Linked DNA regions of Sus scrofa: region 1 is linked to region 2. Evidence: chromatin contacts called from public HiChIP or PLAC-seq data. All regions are on one chromosome and are shown on one strand. Each heading gives the region's core, a stretch centred on a gene start, on an enhancer-like site or on the middle of the called end of the contact. The rest is flanking DNA. Distances are from core to core; before and after follow the strand shown.

What was found. HiChIP or PLAC-seq counts read pairs in DNA pulled down with a chosen protein or histone mark.
Region 1: a contact with region 2 is called in an H3K27ac HiChIP or PLAC-seq map of alveolar macrophages. The contact joins the promoter of CRY2 here to the promoter of PHF21A in region 2. A contact is called at or near these places in 2 of 47 Hi-C or Micro-C datasets (heart right ventricle and skeletal muscle) and 1 of 2 datasets of contacts at active chromatin or transcription factors (alveolar macrophages).

Annotation. Positions count from the first base shown.
Region 1 is chr2:16,615,183-16,622,075 of Sscrofa11.1, forward strand. It overlaps CRY2 (cryptochrome-2), which reads right to left and starts at 5,198. Exons shown (of 12, transcript XM_021083144.1): 1 at 4,922-5,198. The coding sequence starts at 5,139.
Region 2 is chr2:16,337,419-16,344,723 of Sscrofa11.1, forward strand. PHF21A (PHD finger protein 21A) reads left to right here and starts at 4,546. Exons shown (of 18, transcript XM_021083139.1): 1 at 4,546-4,845.

The DNA of each region.
Region 1 (6,893 bases), core at 3,948-6,447, 280 kb after region 2:
AGCAAGGGCAGGGATCAAACCCGCAACCTCATGGTTCCTAGTCGGATTCGTTAACCACTGCGCCACCACGGGAACTCCTAATTTGTTTTTTCTAAACTTCTTCTGAGATCCTGATTTCTGCCTCCTCTTTAGCCCTCTAGCAATGAATGCTCTGTTAACTTCCAGCTTCCCTCCTGAGTCAAGCCTGCAGGGCTTCTCCAGGAAGAGAGGCCTCAGGATGGCCCCCAGGAGTCCCAGCCAGTTAGCAAAAGGGCAGCCACTGCTAGGGCACTACCTGTGAGGCCTGCCAAGGGATGCTTTGTAAAACACTGAAGGAACACGGAGCAGCAAGGAACACAGAGCAGCAGAGCAGCGCTGCTACTGGGCAAAAGCTCAGTGGGGCCAGTGGGTGCATTCTTTCACCAGAGAAAACCTTGGGCCTTTGTGCTCCCCTAGAGCCCTCCCCTTCACATGGCCAGTTTCTCTCTATTCAATGAGGGGGAACTCAAGAGAAAACTGGCCTGGGCATTGGAGGTAGCAGTGTTTGGGCAGGCAGCTCATCCTTGGCAGCTTGGAGCAGAGCTCACATGGCCAAAATTCAGAGCACACGGTCCTGTGTGAGCAGCTAAAGCTCACCCTCTGGATTAGACAACATGTGCAGCTGAGCTGCATTACGTAAGTGCTCCGGAGCCAGAAGCAGACAGGACAGGAGGAAACCAAATTGAGATTTCCAAAAATACTGAAAGGACTCTGTAATTCAGGGACTCCAAGGAGCTAGCCCTTTAAAATAGCACAGACAGATCTCTAGGGGAGAGCTTCTCTAGAGATGGCAGATTGTGTTGAGAAATGTTTTGTTTATCTGTTATTAAGAGGAGGAGGAAAAATGAACTCTTTTTTTGGGGTCTAGATTGCCCTTGACCAAGTTTCTCTGCTTCAAGCCAAGGTTATTTAACCGTAATGATGATATCATTGGCCGGCCAGACTGGCTACATAGGATATTAATAGAAATTAATTTCTTCTAAGTAATTAAGGAGCTTAAGCCCCTTTAAAAGGATAACCCAAACCCATACTCCATAGCAGGGAATGATCCTTAAGTATCACTTGGATAAAAATATATTTAATCTTTTCTAATTTCATGGAGAAAGATGAAGAGGCAAGTTTTTGTCCCTTTTGAAAACGGAAACCTTCTCTCAGCAGCAGAACAATACAGTGACTCACTCGGGCGGCCGTGTGAACAGCTCACTTAAACCTCCCTGCCAGAAGACCATAGCTCTCAACCCGCTTCGTGGTGACCGAGTTTCAGCAAGAACAGCCCAACAGTGTTTAGCTCCCAGCGCTGGGAGGAGAGACACACTTCTTCTCACCAGGCGTCATGGGGAGTCCCCAGGTCACCTTACTTATTAATCCTGAGAGATCTGGGCTGATACGTTCTTTCTACCAACTCCCTCTGTCCCAGAAGCTCCTGAACACGGGTGCAGCCCAGAGCTAGGGAGAAAAGGGCGAAGTGAATCGTTGCCGACAATATCTAGGTTGCAGCAGGGAGAGAAAGGTAATGAAAAACTGCAAGGGATTATTTTGGGTAGCCCTTTTTAAATCTAGAAGTAGCTCGAAACCCCCTCCCCTCTTTTCCATTTTTTTGTTCTCACTGCAATACTTCCTTTCAGATGCAGTAAATTTTGGGAGGGTAGAGCTGGGGAAAATGGCAAAGGGATTAGCTAACTAGCACTTGACCAAAAAAAGTCCTGAGGTTCCTATCACTACGATTAGCTTATAAAGTTCCCACTACCACCAACGCAAGGAGTATGCTAGCCCTTCTCCTATGCTAATACACATACATATTCTTGGTCGCCTTTCTCTGTCCACTTTTACTCTTAGAAAGTGCCATTCATGGTTATTTTAATCTGATTCATCTGCTGAAAAACGCTGTGTGGGAGTCAGTACAGGAAATGAGGAGGATAACAGAGATACAGATTCTGATTCCCCCCACCCTTCCAGATGGCCCAGGGCCCACTCTTCTGAGGGAGGCTTCTCAGAGGCAGCAACTGAAGTATTTGCAGAGCTAGGACGTTACGCTGCAGCACAATTCTCCTAGATCACTTCCAGATCCAGAAACAGGAAGACTGCACATATCGTAGTTAACCCAGAGGTAGAGCTGGCTCCATCACTCCTACCAACCCCCAACCGAGTGCATTAAACAGTCTGCAAATCTGGAGGAGCTCCCATCGTGGTGCAGCAGAAATGAATACAACTAGGAATCATGAGGTTGTGGGTTTGATCCCCGGCCTCGATCAGTGGGTTAAGGATCTGGCGTTGCTGTGGCTGTGGCGTAGGCTGGTAGCAACAGCTCCAATTCGACCCCTAGTCTGGGAACCTCCATATGCCTAGGGTGCAGCTCTAAAAATAAACAGTCTGCAGGTATGCCCTCACTCTGATTCTGAGAGCAAAGAGTATAGAGGCGGTGGTAGGTGTGTGTCTGTGCCCAGGCCCAGGAGCATTTATTGTATTCAATCTGCTTTGTGTTATTTCACCTCTTTCTTCTGATACCAAAACCAATCAGACTTCCTGCCAATGCACTGCAACACATATCCCAAGTTGCCGGACTCTGTGGTCCACTTCTCTGGCTTTGCTGCACATGACAGCTTTAAAGACCCTAGTACCCAAGTCAATGAAATCAGAATTGGGAGAGAAGTGGGCCCAGCCATCTTTTAAAGATACTTAAATGATTCTCACGCGTGGCAAGGTTGACACCCATTGCTACAGTCTGTCCCCGATTTTATTTATTTCACAGCACTTAGTTCTACCAAGTTATAGCTGTTTGCTTGTCTTCCTACATGAAAATGTAAGCTCCAGGAGCTCTGGACACATCTGCTTGTTCCCTGCTGTGCTCCTAGCAGCCCCTAGAGTAGTGCCTGGCAGATATTAGGTGCTCATTAAACGCTCAATTAACATCTGCATTCCTACACAGCCTCTGACTTCAGGATTTGATATAGGCATCTGAGCTGCCACATTCTTTTTCTTTTACTCACTCAACAGCACAATTACAAAAGGGTGACCCACAAAAATCTCTAAATACCTAGTTTCTAGAGAATCTGAGTTTAATAAGCAACAGAGGTTTTGTTGTTGGTTTTTTTTTTTTTGTCTTTTTAGGGCCACGCTTGCGGCATTTGGAGGTTCCCAGGCTAGGGGTCAAATAGGAGCTGTAACTGCCAGCCTAAGCCATAGCCACAGCAATGCCAGATCCGAGCCGCATCTGTGACCTACACCACAGCTGACGGCAATGCTGGATCCTCAACCCACTGAGCGAAGCCAGGGATCCTTAACCACCGAGCCACAATGGGACCACCTGTTGTTGATTTTTAATCTCCACTACTGCAAAGGAACAGGCAATTTTATGCCACATTCCTCAAATCCCATAAAAGAAGAAACTCCTTGACAATGTAACAAACAAGTAGTCTGGAGTCTAATTACTCTGCTCTGACTGGCACACTGCCATCAGGAGAGGGGCAAAGTCTGAGGCTTAGTCCAAGCTAAGTCCACACTAGGGATGGCTGGTCATTTGAGGATGTTTGTCAGCCCAACCTCCTATCTAGAGAAACTGGAGCAAGGGCCGAGTAATAGAGCAGACTGAAAACTGTGTGGGCAGGCTCTCCACAGAACTATCTTTAGCTGTTCCCTCCATATAAATGGGGCAGGAGGGGGGCATTTAATAGACCCACTGCTAGAAGCACTCACTCTCCTAGCAGGGCACACACCTTGGAGAGGAAAGAATGGGGAGCCAGCGTATCCTGGGAATAACTCTGCCCCTCAGTGCAACAAGGCCACAAGCAAACACCTCCAGAACAATGCAAACAAACTAGAGGACGACTGCCAGACTTGTTAAAGAGAGACGGGTACACAATGTCTCAGAACACCTTTGTTTTAAACACTGGTTATGGAGAAAACACATCAACTACCTGTTAAACTTTTCCCATGATCCTGGGAGTCATCAAAGAGGGCCCCTTGGTATCACAGCTTGCCTGCTCCCAAATCTTAGCACATCAGCTGACAAGAGTCTAATCTACAGGCTCAACTGTCCTTTAAAATCAATCTCAAGAGAAGAGGAGGAAGTAAGGGACTCTTTGTTTCTTTTTCTTCTTCCTCCCCCCTCCTGCTTTTTTCCTTAGCAAGCCCATAGCTGCTGAGGGAATTCTCCAAAATAGGTTAAGTACTGCTGTCTGCTCTCTAGCCCAGGACACAGAGTGCCTCTCAATGAACGTGCCCTTGAGAGCATGTTCTTTTATTTACAATAAAGGAGCAAAGGCACCTGCCCTACCTAATGCTAAGTCAGAGTCTCTAGACACCTCCAGAGACTGGATGATCTTGGTGGAAGGAAGACAGGATAGGTGAAAAAATGAATTCACACAAACCAGAGGCTTAAGCTTAAGACGACCTTCAGGAGCGCTCTTGAAGAATGCAGGTGTCTGCCGTGCTATTTCAGAAACCTGTCCCGGCCCTCATACCGCAATAGCTCCCGTCCTCCCCTCCCTGAGCACAACCCTAAGAACCCTAGACCAGGAGTCCCTGTTCTGCCACTCGCCGGCTGCAAGTCCTTGGGCAGGTCAACTTTGTATCTCTAAGACTCCAGAGTCTCATCGGTACAATGAGGATCATGATTTTTGTTTCACGGGGACGTCGTGAGGACCAAAAGGGATAACACAGTGAGAACGCGCCGTGCCAGAGGTTGAGCCCTGGCCCACCCAAGCCCTAACTATGGGACTAATTGCTACCCACGTCGCGGCTTCTCCCCACTGGAGACTCAGCTGCGCCTCCCTGCCCCATCTCTTTCAGGTCGGGGGCTTTCAGCAGAGGGGACTGGGGCCAGAGCCTCCCCCCTCTTAGGGTACGTGCCTCAGAGGCTAGACTGCGCTCCCCGGACCCGCAAACCCGCCCGGGGCCCCCTCACCTCCACCGGTTGATCCCGACTGAAGAGGAGGCCGCGAACCAAGGGTCGAGGATGTAAACACAGCGCACGCAGTGCGCCCCGCGAACCGCCGCCAGCAGCGCCGGGTTGTCGTGGAGCCGCAGCCCCTTGCGGAACCAGTGCACCGAAGAGGCGCCTTCCGCGCCGGCAGCGGGAGCCGGGGAGGACGCCGCAGCGGTCGCCACAGCCGCCGCCATCATTGCCTGGACTGCTCTGACTGCGGCCGCTCCGCCCCCGTCGGCGCCGCGAGCCCGGCCCCCAGCTGGCCCAGTGACCTATGACGCGCCGCTACTCTTTGGAGCCCCGCCCTCAGGCCCTGGAGCGCCTCTGCTATTGGCTGGGCGCCTCCTGCCGGGCGATTGGTTAGAGGCACCATGTCTGGCCCCGCCTCCTCACGTTCCCACCATGTGTGGGCCCTGCCGGGAGGAGCCGGAGGGCTGGGCTAGTGACGCAGGCTGGCGGTCCCCAAGGAGGTCTGGGCGTGGACCAAGTCCGAGGAACGGCGGAGCTCAGCTTCCTTTTTTAGGGCCTGGCGCTGGAAGCTGTGTGGGCTGGCGAGGGTTGCTGTGACTCCAGCAAATGACTTAAAAGGACAGACCACCGGCTGTCCTACATCATCTTCGTCATCAATATAATCATCTACCACACTCTATACATACATCATTACAGCATTCTAATACAGCTTCCATTAGATGCCAACCAACGTGATAATACCCTTACGCTGCTGTCTCCTTTACTGCTGTAAACTCAGACGAGTTGCATTCTTTCAACAAACCCTAGTGAAAGAGCTGTTTTCATTTTACCGACAAAGAAAACCGAGGCTGCTGCAGGTTGAGTAACATGCTCAATATCATACAGCTAATACTTCTACCAGGATTATTCAGAATCTGAAGTTTCTGCTTTTATCCACAATACTACACCTCTGTCAGCGTTGAGCAACTTGGCATTTACAAGTAGTAGAGTCCAAAGTGTGGGCCCTGATGTGCTGCAGTAGAGGGGTTGGGATTAGGGACTGGAATTGTGGAGAATGTGGGTTGAGATTGTAATTAGGTCATCATTGGAATTCCCAGTTTGTGGCTCAGCGGTAATGAACCCGACTAGTATCCAAGAGGATGAGGGTTTGATCCCTGGGCTTGCTCAGTGGGTTAAGATCTGGTGTTGCTGTGAACTGTGATGTAGGCTGCAGACGCGGCTCAGATCCTGAGTTGCTGTGGCTAGCAGTAGATCCGATTCAGCTCCTAGCCTGGGAACCTCCAAACTCTGCAGATATGCTCTAAAAAGCAAGAGGGAAAAAAAAAAGCCATCACATGAATTTTTCTTTTAGTTCTGTCATAGACTTAGGGGTAACTCTGAGTGTAAAGGACTGAACTGGAGTCTGTGTGGGGTTCAGAGATGTGGAGGATATTCCCCACGCGTCCCCAAGAGAGCCAGGTGGAGCCCTCTTCTGGAGTCGAGCACAGGGCTTGCTGATTGACTGAATGAGTGAATGATAGGAGAAGCCTGTAAACACCCCCACTGATGTGTTGATGGTGGGCTAAGCTAGCCTGGAGCTTTGGCATTATCAAATGGAGAGGCCGTCTCAATTTGGCTCTAGGTGGCACCCTTCCTGAATTTGGGAATGAGCAATGAAGGAAGTTAGCAATTTAATCCGCAAGTGAGTGGCACTAATTGGCACAACTGTCTAAACCACAGTGTTGTTACAATCCTAGGCGCTCTCATTGCCAGGGCTTTGCACAAACTGTTCCCTCCAACCTGGATCACACCCTGAACACCCCCCCCACACACCTTCTAACTTCAGTTTGTCCTATGTCACTGCTCAGTGTAGATGTCACTTGCTGTCTGCTCCCAGCCTTCATAGTGCCCCATCTCATTCTGTGCTTCTTAATTTCTTAAAATTATTTTTGTTTATACGGAAGTTCCCAGGCCAGGGGTCAAACCCACGCCACAGCAATAA
Region 2 (7,305 bases), core at 3,296-5,795:
CACCTCCCTGCACCCCATTTTAGGACTGCATTGTGATTTGCCAATGCTTTGGGGAAAGGTGAATTTTGCAGCAGCACTAGTCAGATTTAGATGTTCAGGATGGACATACATTGTGCTAGCTGGGCATGCTATGCCTGACCCCATGTGTTTTATGTGATACAGAGGTTGTGAAAAACTTATTAGAACATTATTTCAATGAGGGGAGGAGAACCTTATGTCATTGCAACAAACCTGTGCCCTAACTGATTTAACTTGGAAGGCAGAGGGTAGCACTCTACAGTTTAATGCTCTTTCACTTGGTTGGAGTTTGGAATGTAACATATTCCTAATAGGGTTTCACTTGTACAGATGTATTAATCAGTTCTTCAGACTGCCAGGTATCAATGTTTGCAGAAAAAAACAACAGTAGAGTGATATATATATATGTATATATATATATATAGTTTTGCAATATGATGCAAAAGACCAATAATAATATTTATCCAGCACATATATAATTTATTTCACTTAACCTCCATAACAATTCTATGAAGTCGTACAACTATTTCTGCATTTTACACATAAGAAAACTGTGGCTTACAATAGTACATCATTTGCTCAAGGTCAACCCAGGACTGTATGATTCCAAAGTTCCTAATTCTTCAAGAATAAGCCCTGCGACTTCTCATTAACAGCTTGGACCTTCACAACAACCCAGAGGATTAAGTATTATTGTTTTCCCCATTTTGGACAGGGAAATAGGCCGAGCGAGATAAAGTGATTAGCTAGACATTTGCAGAGCCCAGACCTAAGCTCAGGTTCTCACACTCTCAATCTGGGAATGCTTTCCACTAGATAACGTCCTAGCTCAAGGCCCACAATACAATTTATTTATGTTGATAACAGATAAACTAAAGGTGCAAATAACAAGATGATAAAATTCTTTCCACATCCCCAGTCTTGGAGGATCTCCTTGTGATACTTCTAGCAGCTCAGCAGCTTTAAGGCAGACATTTCTGCAGCTCTAATTGTAATCACTTTAGTTTTTTTTTTTTTTCGTTTTTTTGTTTTTTTGTCTTTTTAGGGCTGCACCCAAGGCATATGGGGGTTCCCAGGCTAGGGGTCTAATCGGAGTTGTTCCTGCCCGCCTCCACCACAGCCACAGCAATAGGGGATCCAAACCGTGTCTGCAACCTATACCACAGCTCACGGAGACGCTGGATCCTTAACCCACTGAGTGAGGCCAGGGATCAAACCCGAAACCTCGTGGTTCCTAGTAGGATTCATTTCCGCTATGTCATAACTCCCACTTTAGTTTTTAACACCAGATCCAGCCTAGGTCTCCTGATCCACCTCAGTTACTTCTGGGGTAGGGAATTGGGATCTGCTTCTATGGAGAATAGAGTCACACACCCACAAATACACACCTACATCTATCTGTGGTGTTTAGTTCACTGGTTCTCAACCTTCACCACCTGAAATCCGCCCCTGCCCCAGTACACACACAGAGGACTTTTGGAAATGTCTGGAAATATTTTTAGTTGTCACAACTATGGGGGAGGTGTTACTGGCATCTAGTGTGTAGAGACCAGGGGCTTTGCTAAATATCCTTCAATGCCCCCCCCCCAACAAAATGTTATCTGCCCCAAATGTCAATAGTACAAGTGGAGGAGCCCTGGTCTAGTCCATGCTACTAAACACATACACCTGAAGTTTCTTAGGATCAAACTGACCTTGGAGATTATGGCAAAGTAATGAAATTGCAGGTATTCTCTAGAGGGTTGACTGCTTCTCCACCAACATTTATTTATTTACCAGTGACATCTCACCCATTTCCAATTATGATTTCAGCTTACCATACGGGCACACACAGGACAGTTAAAGAGAAGATTTTTAAAAGATCAGAAACCATTGAGACAGAGGGGAGAAAGAACATAACATTCAACTTCTGCTAGTCCTTGGGGATTCTCTGTCATAATTCTTTATAAATCACATTGATAGGTCTCCTCTACTTATTTAAGTATTTTGTTGGCACAAGCCAGCTTTTCATTTATTCCAGCCCAAAATAACTGAAAAAGAAGACTTGATGAACTCCAATAGTTACCTCCCTGCTTCAATGAAGAGGTAGGACCGTAAGGTTTTCAGACAGTGTTCAAATCTTTAGAGTGACCTTTTAAGAGACAATGGGGTTACTTTTCAGCCGGCAGTAGAAAAAACGATAGTGGTTGAGTGAAGGATGGAAAACGAGTGGATGAGAAAGCTGTTCAAGAAGTCCTTGGGGGGAAGGGTTCATTGCCTATTTGAAATACTGTCAAATTCCCCAATATTAGAGACAATCATACACAAATACAAGTACAAAAGCCCTTAATATCTAAGGTATGGTGTATGCTATGTTACTACAAAACTGTAAAATAAGAAAATGTAGAAGAAACTTTATTCTCTAATATATAATGCTTCCTTATGATACAATAATATACAGTGCCTCTGTTATATTTTCCCTATATTTACAGTATCTCTGCATCAGACTGATAGTCCTTATGGGGAGCGAGCTTTTGATCATTTTGAATGACATTTTATATTCTCCAATAAGAGCCCAGTGTTAATTATTTTCTGCCTAGCAAAAGTTGTTTGGATTCCTATCTCCTAATCTACACACACACATACACACACATATATGTATATACACATCAATATAAATAAATATTAAATATAAAAAATAGAGACTAAAAATACAAGAAGAAAACTGTAGGTATTTTTCTAATCTTGGACTTTGGATGACCTCTTGAAGCATGGAACAGAAGGCAGGAAAGAGAACAGAAGGAATATATAAGCAAACACTGACAGATTTGACTGCTTATATAAAAATTAAAAACTACTCCAATATTTAACAAAATTCAAAATTTGAGTTTTATCTTTGCTCAACCAGGTTTTGAGGACTATTAAATTGTTTTTGGAGAGTAACTAGGTGGTAGGGGAGCAAACTCTAAAGTCACTGTGTACTTGCTATTCTGAAAGTTGAATGATTTACCTCAAAGGAGTTTCTGATGGTAAACTTTCAATTTTCGGCTTATTTCTGGGATCGTCACTAATTATACTAATTATCTTTTTTTTCCCTTTAGCATTCATGACTATTAGCCCATTCAAAAGTCCACAAGATAGTATCTTTATTTTATGTATGAGGAACAGCAGGGTTCAGAAGCCCTAACTGTTTATCTAAGGTCACTCAGCTAGTGTCCACTGAGTGCCCCATGTCAGGTACATACAGACTTAGAGCTTGAGAAAGACTCATCAAAATATATCACAACCTTGAGTCACCCTGAGCCTCCTCAGACGCCATATACTGCACCTGGACTGACAAGCTATTGGGATTCTATGTGTTTACACTCACCAGAGTTCCATTAACTCAGAAAGTGAATTTGAAGGCACAGGAAAAGATGTGTTATGTGGTCCCATGTGCCAGGCACTGTGCTATGCACTTTTCATGAATTATTTCATTGTCTTCTCGACAGTCCCATAAAACGGGTATCAACAGCTGCTTTTTACAGACAGAAAAACTGAGGCTCTGAAAGATTAAGTCATTTGCCTAAGGTGGCTTAGTTGAAAAGGAGTGATACTTCTTAAGTCTAGGAATCCAGGGCCACTGGTGTCCAATCCTCTTCACCATCTTAGAGTGAGGAAGAGTATATAAATGGAAACGTGGTCTATCAATGAATCACAAGCTAGAGAATTCCTTTTTGTAGAGTTTGATAGTTATTTCATAGAGTTTGTTAGACAATTATTCAGTTAAAATATTTTGATTAAATGTCAATATCTAAAACATGGTTTTGCATGACACTGATTTTTGATTGCTATTCAAACTTCTTAACAACCAAGCAACTTCTGGTAGAAGAAATTCAGGGGCTTTAGTCTTTAAAACCTGGGTTGGTAAATGACTGCCCAGCACATTTCCTGGTTTTTTGAGGCCCATGAGCTAAGAATGTTTTAACATTTTTTTTTTAAGGATGAAAAAAGAGTTTTTCTGACATATGAAAAATATATGAAATTCAAATGTCAGAGCCCATAATTAAAGGCTTTATTAGAACACATCTAGGCTCATTTGTGTACCTATTTTCTATGGCTGCTTTTGGGTTACAACTGCATAGAGTTGAGAAATTGTCACAGAGAGTCTATGGTCTGCAAAGTCTAAGATATTTACTATCTGAGCATTTACAGAAAAAAGTTTGCTGACCCTTGTTCAATAACATTGACACTCTCTGGCATAATTTGGGTTTCTTAATTTTTTCTATGAAATTCTGTAACAGTTTAAACTTTTTTTTTTTTTCCCAGAAAGAACACTAAAGCAGTCTTGGCTCTGGAAAAAATTTGACAGCCTGGGCTGATTTGAAATGACACCATTAGATTATGGTCCAGTGCTTAGTGGGTCCTGCTTGAAAGGCCCTGCCTTCACTCATCTTTTAGATACATTAGAGTTATCTCTAGATGGTAAAGCTGTGTCACTACCCAACCAGTCCTTTGGTTATTCATACTGACTGCGTTATGGGTTTAGTTTCACAACACTGTGAGTTCATTCAGACTTCCTGAATCATTTATAGGGATTTTCATTTTCAGTCTCGAACTTTTACACACTTTTTCTGCTGTTAATTTTTTTTTTAACGTAAAGCTTAGAGTACTAAATGGCTTACATGTGTAAAATGAAGCCCATATTTTGATTTTTTTTTTTTAGCTTTAAGAAATCAGAATTTTTTTTAAATTGCTTTTTTTTTTTTTTTTTTTTTTGAGAAACAAAACTTAATCTTGCAGGTCACAGAAGAAAATGCCTGCATGGCCAAGGATCTCAAAGCACCTCTGGTGGAAATACATAACAAGGTAAAGAACAGTCTATTTATTTTTAAACACTGTTTATTTCTTGGAGGAAATCCTATTTAATAGAAAAGATGTGACTAGTAACAAATAGAGTCCACGACTATTTCTGGTTCTGTCAATGACTCACTTTGGGCAAATCATCTCACCACTGTTGCTCTTTATCTGCAAAACCTGGACTTCATGCCTATGGGAGTTGCATGGCTAATCAATGCCTGGAAAATGCGTAGTGGCAGATGCTACAAAAGTGCTGAGCCTTAAAAACAAAACCACCCCCACCCCCCATTTGTATTCAGTTGAGGTTGGGGCTCATTGTTATTTAACATTCGAAGGCCAACGCTACGTTATTAAGTCCAGCGTGCTGCACAGAACAGATAATATCACTGTCCAGTAGGGATATATATTTTTTTAAATCTAAGATTTTGGACTTTTTCCCCCCGTTATAGTGGTTTGGGGTTATTCTAGAATCTAGTAGTATATCCATACAAAAACATTCAGCTTTTAAGTTGAAAACTATCGATTTAAAAATCTAAATACACCCCCTCCAAAAAGAAAAAAAAAACAAAAACAAAAAACAAAACCAACCACCCTCCCCCGCCCCGCCAAGAAATCTCTCAAAACAAGAATTCTTCTGATGTTTTTTTTTTTCCTCCCTGCAGTTCTCCATGTTACAGTCCTTGGAGGTAGAATAGGCATAAAATACTTTCACTAATAAAATATGACAAACCGCCGGATTATACGTGGCCGATTCCCAGTGATTGCCCTGCTACACAAAGCAGAAAAGTAAATGCCATCATCCCCCTTAGAACAAAAGAACTTAGGAATAAAAAACATGGAGAGGGGGGAGAAAGCAGCAATAAATAAAGGTGAGCGAAGGACCCCATCTCCTGCCCCTCCCCGAAGCGAGTGTGGGACTAAGTACTGCTAATAAAGTGGTTCAAGGGTAGTTATTTGGAAAGGGGGCGGGGTGGCGAGGGGAGGGAGCGGGCGAGCGGCGGCCGGGATTGCATGTTGCATTTGACTTGAGGTTGCATCTTTCTCCTGTTGCCTGGACCACGCTCCCCCATTGCAGTGCTTCCCCATCGTTTCTCTCCGTCCCTGCCCTCGCGGCTTTATTTCCCCCCTTCAAACTGCTGTTGCACTGGAGGGAGTTGGGGCCGCTCCGGAGCCCCTTTGCAGCTCTCGCCGGCGGGAGGGGGAGTTGGGCTCGGGCCGCGGAGTTGGGGGGGCCGCAGCAGGCTCCGGCCTCGCCTCAGCTGCAGCTATATGGGTGCCGAGCTGCAGCGCTGCACGGGCTCATCATTGCGGCGGCAAAGGAGTTTGGCCGCCGCCGCTCCGTGCTCAGCCCCATCACCGCCGCCGCCGCTGCACTGGAGTTTGGCTGCTGCTGCCCTACTTCACTCTAGTTTAGTTTCACTCACTTTACATCCGGGTTTTTTCCCTAGGCAATGGGGGCCGCAGCACACCCCGTTCCTTAGGCAAAGTGAAATAAATTCGCCGCACCGACACGTCAAGTAGTCCGCCCGCCCGAGCGCCGCCGCGGGCCCCCGCCGCCCCCCCCGCCGCCGCCCCGTCGCCCCCGGTGGGGGCCCGTGCCTCCCGAAGCCGCGGGCTGAGGCGCGGGGGTCCGGGCCGGCCGCCGTACAACTCCGCCCGGCGGCCCCCTCCCTCCCCGCTGTGCCCCTCTACCCGGGCGCCTCCTCTCCCCCCGCCCTCGTCCCCGCTTTCCCAGCCCCAGTCCCTCTCGCCCGGCTCTCGGGAGCGGCGGGGGCGCGCACGGCGGCGGCGGCGGCGGGCCGGCGGGGCCGCGCGGCGGGCTCCCGCGCGGGCGAGTGTGTCTGGGCCTGGGCGGAGGGATCCCCGGGCTGAGGCGGCGGAGGTGCTGCGGTCCGGGGCCGGGTGGTGAATGGGCTGGTGGTGCTCGCTGCTGCTGCTGAGAGGAGGAGGAGGAGGATGAAGAGTTGGGCTTGTTTGTCTCCCACAGTTTCTCTCCTGCTGCTCTGATTTCTCCCCTCCACCCCATTCCGGCCCGGGGCCTGTGTGTGTCTCTCCTGGAGGAGGAGGAGGATCCAGTTCCTCCCCCCACCCCCTCCTCCCCACCCCCCCTTGCCTGGGGAAGAGGAGGAAAGAAACAGCCCAGAGAGAGGGAGAGAGAGTGAGAGAGAGAGAGAGAGAGGGAGAGAGAGAGAAGAGAGAGGAGAGGAGGAGGAGGAGGGAGAAGGGAACAACCTACCATCTTAACACACTAATATCTAAAAAGTGCGAGAGGCCCAGAGCAGCAGCAGAAGCAGCAGCAGCAGCTCCAGCTTCTTCCCTCCCTCCCCATGAAGAAGAGTTCCCTCCTCCTCCTCCTCCTGCTTCTCCTGCTCAGAGTTCCTGCCTCCAGCTGCCAGGGGGGACAGCCAGCCAGCAGCAGGAGGGTGCAGTATCCCAGCTTTTCCATTCTCTCTTCTCCTCACTCTCCTC